2 separate regions of the Gossypium arboreum genome follow, and region 2 is linked to region 1. The links are chromatin contacts, called in public Hi-C maps. All regions are on one chromosome and are shown on one strand. The core of a region is the stretch at or near the end of the contact, and the rest is flanking DNA. Distances in the headings are between cores, read along the strand shown. Region 1 holds the start of LOC108489423 (SAL1 phosphatase-like). Region 2 holds the start of LOC108487475 (NAD(P)H-quinone oxidoreductase subunit O, chloroplastic).

Region 1 (4,407 bases), core at 1,005-3,504:
CAGGGTCTATTCCTCCTCTAAATAAGAGCGTTAACTTGAATCAATATCCTGGAATATTAAAACAAGAATTAAGAACACATAATTAAGAACAAGTCAAATATTTATCATACAATTCAGATAATAATAACAAAGCTTGCCTTAGGTTTCATTCCCCTTAGGTATTTAGGGGGTTTAGTTCATATTTATGAAAGAAAACATCTCAAAAGCATAAAGATAACAAAACATAAGAAAATCCAAAACTTCTGAAGGAACTTGAAGGGAGATCTCCAGTCTTGATGATGAATCCGACTCTTAAGATGGATCAATCAGCTTTCCTTGAGTAATTCCTTGATTCCTACTCTACGTCCCCCTCCTAAGTGCCTCCTCCAGTGTTTAAATATGCTTTTGAACGCCTAAGAGCCCTAAAAATTGGCCTTTCCTAATAGGACTAAACTTGGGCTCAGCAGGGACACGCCCGTGTGCGATTATTCCAGCCCATGGTCAAAGCTGTTAAATAGGCACGGGCGTGTGGTCTACCCATGTAAGTCGTGCTTCGATCCTGCCAAATTGACACGGCCGTGTGACACACCCGTGTGAGGAAGTCTAGGCCGTATTGTTTTCCTATATTGGTCCATTTTCTCTATTTTCGACCCGTTTCTCGCTTTTTTTACTCTCCTATGCTCACTTAAGTATAAAACATGAAATTAAAAGGATTAGGAGCATCGAATTCACCAAATTTAAGGAGAAATCATCCGTAAATGCAGTAAGCATAGGATAAAAATATGTATAAATTACAGTTCATCAAAATATTTGAGCAAATCAAGTATGGATCATTGGAAAGCGACGAAATGATTCATACATTATCTTCATAAAACAAAACATTACATGGCAACAAAAAGGTTCATACATTATCTTCAAAAAACAAAACATTACTTGCTCAGATATCGGAAGTCTAATAAGTTAGAGACCGCCAGGTATACAGACTTCAATTTTAGTGGAATATTTTGTCACTAAGTTACAAATTGTGACAATAAATTGCGGTCATTTGTTCCAATAACAACAAGAGCACATCAAAGTCAAAGCACATAGACTTTAAATTCATGGTTTTTAAAGTAAGAGTTCAGAGTGAGTCATGTGTCTATAAATAATATTGGGACAAACTACATTATTGTAGATTCATTTACTGAGGGACTACCACCCAAGGCTTTTATGAGCACATTGCTCATATAGGTGTAATGTCTTTTTAGGATATTTAGTTTTAGTGGGAATTTTAAAAATTTTTTGTTATACACATTTTTAGTTATTTCAATTTATGCATATTAAGGTTATTTTCTATAGAAATAAGGTTTATCTGGTTTATTTACACTCTGATTTTGGTAAGACTTGATCTCACTAAGATTAAGGTGGACTAGTTAGAAATAGAAATGTTTAGGTCACAATACATAAAATTTCCATGCTACACATTTATATTTGATCTATATCATTTTTTATTAATATATGCGATCAAGGATGTATTCAATTATGATATATGTAACGAAAGTTGTCTTGATTATTTGTTAACATAATTAATAGATAAGATTGTCTGGAATACCTTTTGGATATGATACTAAAGTTTTAGCTCATAAGGTTATATAATAACGTGTGGTTATAGAGTAATTAGTATATATATGTGGTCCAAGTGGGAGATTGTTGAAAAAATATGGACATCACATATATAATAAGAATAATTACATGTTTTTATTTACTATCATAAAATGTTAGCTCAATTTAAAAGTGATCTAATTTGGTTAAGGTTTATTGGGCTTCAATTATTAAATAAATTATGTACCAAATATGTGTAGATACTCTAAAAAACTAATTTCTAATTGATGATGAGTTGATTAGAAATTTAGGTTAATATGCAAAAGTTATACATTAGTGTTATAGTCCCCAAATTACACACGTAACTTTTTTATATTCCATCTTTAAAAAAGAGAGAGTTGTCATTCTTTAAAAAACTTGTGTGTTAATTTAGATTATCAAAATCAAGAGATTTCGAGATATCAATGGATTTAAGTACATTTGCGCATCTAATTTTCTTATTCTTAATGATTTGATATTATAAAGCTTGATTTATTGAATTTTGTACCAAAATTTTGCTGTTATAACACATTAATCATATCTACATATAACATTTTTAACAATTTTTGCAAAGGCATGGTATGTTCTTAAAAGCTGAAATTTACAAAATAAAACTCATAAATTATTGACTAATGATTAAACTTAATTAAACAAAGAATTAGGTGATGATTGAGGAAGCACCATATATTAGCTGCCAATGAATTTTCAGTATTTCACAAGTAATGTCTTTGGTCGGATATATATTAATCATTACTCAAAACGAGAAAGTGAAACTGAAAGTTGCTGGAAATTTCATCACTCAATCGGCTGGTAGCGCGAAGTTTCGTACTTTAAAATTTATCTTTTAATTGGTTGAGATTTATTAGTCGCAACCCTCTCTCTTCTTCATCTCAAGTACTTGCCCCTTCCTCCTTCTGTGGCTTTTGCAATGGCTTATGATAAAGAGCTGGCTGCCGCCATCAAAGCTGCCTCTCTCGCTGCTCGTCTCTGTCGGGTAATTTCCCTTCTCACCAAAAACCAAAAACAAAAACCCCCATTTTCTCTGCATTTTCTGTTCTGGATTTTCAATATTTTTCTACGGAAACTGAATTAGGGTTTATGTGGGTTTCAGAAAGTTCAAAAGGCGTTGCTTCAATCAGATGTTCGATCAAAACATGGTAGGAATAAAAGTCCCGTAACAGTAGCTGATTATGGTACGTTTCCTTTACTTTCTTTGCGCCTCTCGTTGACTTGCTCTTTTCTTTTGCCTTAATCTTGTTGTTTCTTATTCAAATATACATTCTGGATTCAGAACGTGTTTCAATTTTTAAGCATATGATTAATGCCCACAAGTTGAAATATGAACCAATTCTGTGGCTTAATTCACAATTTTGCTTTCAAATATACTCATTTTCTTACATCTATTATTTTTCTATTTTAGTATTTAAAGTTTTTTTTTCAATATGCTACCTAAACCATACCTCGGTTTTTTTTAAAGCTTTATGTTAAATTTGGTTTTTCGTGATACCTAAATTTTTTATTTTATCCTAGATTAATATTTAAATTATCATTTTATTATTCTATTCAACTTTTTTTAGTTGACAAATTATGCCCATCAAAATGTGTCACATGACATATTCAACCAATGAAAATGTATCACATGACAATTAAGTTTATTTAAAATAAAAATATTTACTCACCATTAACGGAAATTGACAAAATTCAAATATATATATATATATATATATAAAGTTTTGAGATTTTGAAATTTAGATATATTTTTTTCGTAGTTTAAATCAGTTTCGATTAGAGTTTTGTTGGTTGAAGATGAGTCTAGATTCTTTTAATTTATGAATTGGTTATTATAATAGCCTAGTGTTGTCTCTTTTCTACCAAAAAATACTTTCATATAATATTTTTATTTTTTAAAAATTTATTTTTATATATTTTAGAATTTTATAAAAAAATATTTTTAAATTTTTTGAATTATTTAGACATTATATATATTTGTCTTTTAAACAATATTATATATAATATTAAAAATAAAAAGAAGGTTGAGTGGCATGTTACGTAATCACTCAACAGTTGGTCAATATCGATCAACAATGGTTAACGATTGATCAATATAAGTCAACTTTGACCAATAGTTAGTCAATGTCTAATCAATGATAGATCAATATTTTTATTTTAAATAAACCTAATTACCACGTGGTATATTCTGAGTAGTTGGATATGCCATGTGACACATTTTGATTAGTGCCACGTGACAATAAATTTTTAAATAACTTTATTAAAAAACTTAAAAAAGGTTTAATTCACAATTTGACCTTAAAGTATATTCATTTTCAATAAAAAATTTATTGAATATATATTTTCTTTTGTTAAAGAAATGTATTTTTTATCAAATATATATAAATTTTAAAATTATAAAATAGAAATAAATATATTAAAATTCAGAAAAAAATGTATACATATTATAAAAAATAGAAAGAAATTATAAAATTATTGTTTCCATCTAACTTATTCTTAATTTACTCTCTCAACATAACCTCATCGTGAATTACACATAACCTATTTGGGTCCCAAATATTTGATAAAAGAATATACATATTTGATAATAATAATAATAATAATAATAATAATAAGTTTAGCTTCTAAAGTGAAAAAATGGTATACTTAATGGTCGAAATTTTGAATTAAATCATATTTTTAATAAAAGAACACCATGTGACGTTATTTGATTGGTCACCAATTTTTTTTAATGGATAAAAAACATACCGGGAGCATATTTTAAATATCAAATTGGGTCAAAAAAAGATCAAATATCAA
Region 2 (4,407 bases), core at 1,343-3,842, 520 kb before region 1:
CTCATATTGGAGCTTCTCAGACTGCAAACAAAGAACGGGAACCAGGAACTACAATTACTACAGCATAAATGCTTCCAATTTCTATATAGCAATGGAACAGCGCGAGAGCAAATATTACAAAATCCATTGCCACACTGCCATACTTTGCCCTGGCCACACCCTGCTTATATATACATGTATTGAAATATATACATGTATACATATATAAGCAGGGGCTAGGTGGAGCGAATCAGGCAATCACCTTAACTGGTTCATCCCACCTTCCAAAAAAAAAAAAAAAAAAAATACACCCATCCCACCTCCACTTTTCAGCAAGAAGAAAAAGAAAAACTCTTCATTAGAGTGACTCACTTTTGAAATCAATCATATAGTTCAAGTTTTGCCTTCTCTATAAGTACACATATATACGTACATAAGTATATATGTGTGTGTCAATAATCATTTTACTAGAGCAGGCTAGTTATGCGTGATAATCAAAAGCATTAACAGTGTCTGATTGCTAAGTTGATTGATCATCCAGTAACTTAGCTAAGGTCACAAGCATTCTTGACTATTGGCAGGCATATCAGGCTTATTGAACAAGGATTGGTCTATAATTTTGAAACTTTATTAGTAAACAAGTACTTTGAATGCATTGTGGTAGCTTAGTTTTGCAGTGAATCAGTGGCCTATCCAGCCCCCTAAAATGGAAAATTATCCATTTAGGCCCTTTAGAAATTTTAAAATTTTAAATTAGTGAAGGTAAAATTGCACTTTGCCCCCTAAAAATGATAAAATTTTGATTTAATCCTTTAAAAATTATAAAAAAATAAGCTATTAAAAATTACAATTTAATTCCCCCGCCCCTAAAAATTTTCTGGCTTCGCCCCTACAGTGAATGATGCATAAAGTAGTAAAAAACTTACATTTTAAGATTTGAAATAAGTTAAACTACTTAGCCAAACTAATAACCTGAATGATTTTGGTTCATTTAGTATATAGCAGTACAAAACTAACAAAAGGGTAATTTGCCAAATCGACTCAAGTGGCCAATGAAACAATCTATTAACAGTACCTTGATAAGCATGTCCGTGGGAAGCCAAGCTGGTGCAGTTGGGATGCCGACCCATGCAACCTGAAAAAAGGTCATGCTTAGCTAGATTGAGCCTCGAATGCTCTAACGTCTAACTTAAGAATGGATCAGCATCCGGCAAAATGGGATTGCACAGAGCACAATTATCAGCAGTGGCAAAAACTATTATTCTTTTAACTAGCATTTGTATAACATATTGACATAAAGTTCTCAAAATTTTAGTTCATCATTATGTCACATTAGCTTAAGCTTAAGAATGAAAATTTTCTGATAAGAGAACTGAATTAGCATGATTTGTGGTAGAGAAGAAGCTCTAGTTTTCTGTAATCATCATAGTCTAACAAATGAAAGTGAACCAAAATACTAAGGCAAAGGCTGCAGTGAAAATTTCTCACAAGTGCATGTTCTCCTGTCTCAAAAATGCGTACATCCAGAACCTGATATCATCAAGCAGATAGCAAAAGATTTAATGTCCTTCAAAGATGTCCTAAACAAAACAAAAAGGGGAGAAAGCTTTGATACTCAATGGCTCGATAGTAGCACCTCACCACGGTCTTCGTATATGTAGTCCAAGCCTTTGTAATAGGGGGGATGCCCTACAGATAGATACTAAAACAAAACCAAAACTGTCACTATCCCTGTAATTTTATGCCAAGGGAAATCCAATACAAGTTCAAGCAGCAAAAAGCTTACATAAGTTTGTTTTTCTAAAACAAAAGAAAAAAAAATGTTTGATAATCTCTTATAATCCCCTTTCTTTTTCTTCTCTGTACATAAAGAAAAATTGTCTAATCCAAAGCAAAATTTTATCCCTCCGGAAGATCCCTTCTCTAAAGAGTTTGTATCAACAAGGGAACAAGCATTGTGGAAACAAGGGATTATGTGTCATTTATCCAATTTCTTGCACTTTCAGCAAACTATGTAACAAGAAGAAGATAACCAATATAGCATAAATCAATTCATGTTTCACTTACATTAATACTGTTGAGATACTTGTCTTTATCCACCCTAACAATCTGGCCTTTCTTCACTGCCCAAAACCAAACCCACTTCCATCATTTCAAACCCAAGCAACTTAAACCAATAATTGAGGGAAGTATTTCAGAGAAAACTCACTGGAATAAACAGGCTTTTTGGGAGGTGGCTTAGCGGCGGCGGCGGGAGTGGCTTGAGGTTGAGGTTGAGGTTGAGCATTGCTAGAGCCTTCAGCGTTTTTGGTCTGTGTAGCAGTGGGGTTTCCTTTGTCAGGTTCAGAAGAAGCTTTTATGAGTAAAAATGATGGGAAGCGAAGATGGGTTTTTCTGGTTGTGAAGGCATGTGGGAAGGAAGAGAGGCATGAAGAAGAGGCGTGAGAGAGAGCAGAAGAAGAAAACGCCATGGAAACTACCACTCCTTTGAAGTGAAGCTTTACTGACCTCTTTTTAAGTGCTCTACAGATATATAGATAAGAGATGATGATCTTTTTTTCTTCTTATTCTTGTTTCTAACGGCCAGATTTTCAAGACAAAAAAAACTGTTTGTTTCCGTACATTCTAGTGGGTGAGGATGCATTTTTGATCAATTTTAAATTAATCATATTATTACGTTGCTTAAAGATTATTTTTCTTTTTGAAATTTATTACCTTCACTTTCAACAGTTTTCGCTCCAAATTTAATTTTCTTTTTAAGAGTAGAATGTGTTTTATTTTGTAGCTATGATTTTGATATTTTTTAGATTAATTTCATCTTTCTTTAACAATGTTATCAATTTTAATTCATTTTAATTTGGTTAGTCTTTTTCCTTTTTTTTTCCTCCTATTTCTTAAGAATTAACGGGATGAGGTTGCATTTGGATCAATTTTAAATTCATTTATAATTTGGATGGTATTTCCTAACCTAATTTCATTTTTTTCTACCGACGAGTGAATATTCATTCATTCAAGACTAACAATACAATTAGAAATAAAAAAATCAAACATCTCAAACAAGTTATAAGAAACTAAGCTAAAAAGGACAATTTAATCAATAGTCAAACTAAAGAGAAAAGGCAAGAAAAACAAAAGCACAAGCTTAATATGACGATGATACAAGCATGATCTTAACATTTTCTAGTTTATAGAGTTTAAAACCATAAGAATCAATTAAGAAGCCAATGCCACACTTAAAGCCATAATCTATGTCAAACTTTTGATCATATAGATCTCGGGAACTTGAACTCACCCAACACATTGACAATTATATGGCTTGTTCTCACATTGAGAAAGGTCAACAGATGCACCAACTCTTTATAACATTACAGCCCAATAGTAAAAAAAAAAAAGCTCCAAAAAGAAAAGAAACAACGTTATTCCCTATTAAAAGTATCATGTTTGCATCAAAGGTGACTCAATTTCGAACCCATGTCCATCGCGCTCACAATCATTGCCTAAAAGTCTCATTCTTGCTTTTTGAGCTCTTGAACCAAAGAATAAAAAAAACTCTTGATAAAGGATGATCAAAGAAAGAGTGAGATCGCATCATTGCTACTCAAGGGGCTCTAAGTTGTGACATCATAGGTCCAATGTTGCGACTTAGCTTGATCTTATTGGTCCATCTTTAGGGTACATGTCACGACACCACATGCTTGTTGTCGCAAGTCAAAGACCTTGGTGTCGCGTCTATACAAGTCTGTTGTTACGACACCGAGGCTTTTCGAGATTACTTCATTGGCATGGTGGAAAGCCCGATGTCACGACATCAGAGAATGATGCTGCAGCATTTAGAGTCAAAGGATTCCAGGTTGTGACATCAATATCCCAAGGTTTCAATACCGAAGCTACATGATTGATTCCTTCGCTTGTTCCTCAGTTAAGTCCCTGAAAATGCCTTAGCCACATATTAAGCTCAACTGGACATATAATTGATGTTTTTTATTGCAAATAACATAAAAACCACTAAAAAGTGTAATTAACGTAAATTCTAATCTAAATGTGAAAAAGAGATAAAGGACTCGAAACATCACCCAAAAACAAGCTCTTTAAGTATGAAAAGAGCTTAATTTATCATATTGAAATACGACGTATCAAACTCCCCCAAACTTAAGTCTTTACTTGTCCTTAAGCAAACACACAAAGCATACACAAGATGTCCCTTGAACTAACTTAAGCAATAAGGTGCATGGCAATCAAACATCGAATGTCATATTTCAAAAATCGGGTTAATAGAAATTAGGTCAATGAACCGAGAAAGGTCACGCCCAATTTCTTTTAGATGACCTTAGCATATTTGATAATAAATATCAATTATAGTGATTGAGTAGTGATGGAGCTATCTTTGATTATCTGAGTTCGAATCTCTTCCCTCTCGTTAATTTCTAT

Evidence for each region. Hi-C and Micro-C count contacts between places; a contact is called where the count stands out from the background.
Region 2: a contact with region 1 is called in a Hi-C map of leaf, with 3 times the contacts expected there. The contact joins the promoter of LOC108487475 here to the promoter of LOC108489423 in region 1. A contact is called at or near these places in 2 of 5 Hi-C or Micro-C datasets (both in leaf).

The regions. Positions count from the first base shown.
Region 1 is chr10:24,099,325-24,103,731 of ASM2569848v2, reverse strand. It overlaps LOC108489423 (SAL1 phosphatase-like), which reads left to right and starts at 2,254. Exons shown (of 8, transcript XM_017793968.2): 1 at 2,254-2,593; 2 at 2,711-2,792. The coding sequence starts at 2,528.
Region 2 is chr10:24,614,755-24,619,161 of ASM2569848v2, reverse strand. LOC108487475 (NAD(P)H-quinone oxidoreductase subunit O, chloroplastic) reads right to left here and starts at 2,592. Exons shown (of 6, transcript XM_017791829.2): 1 at 2,189-2,592; 2 at 2,047-2,102; 3 at 1,616-1,681; 4 at 1,468-1,509; 5 at 1,055-1,114; 6 at 1-21. The coding sequence starts at 2,450.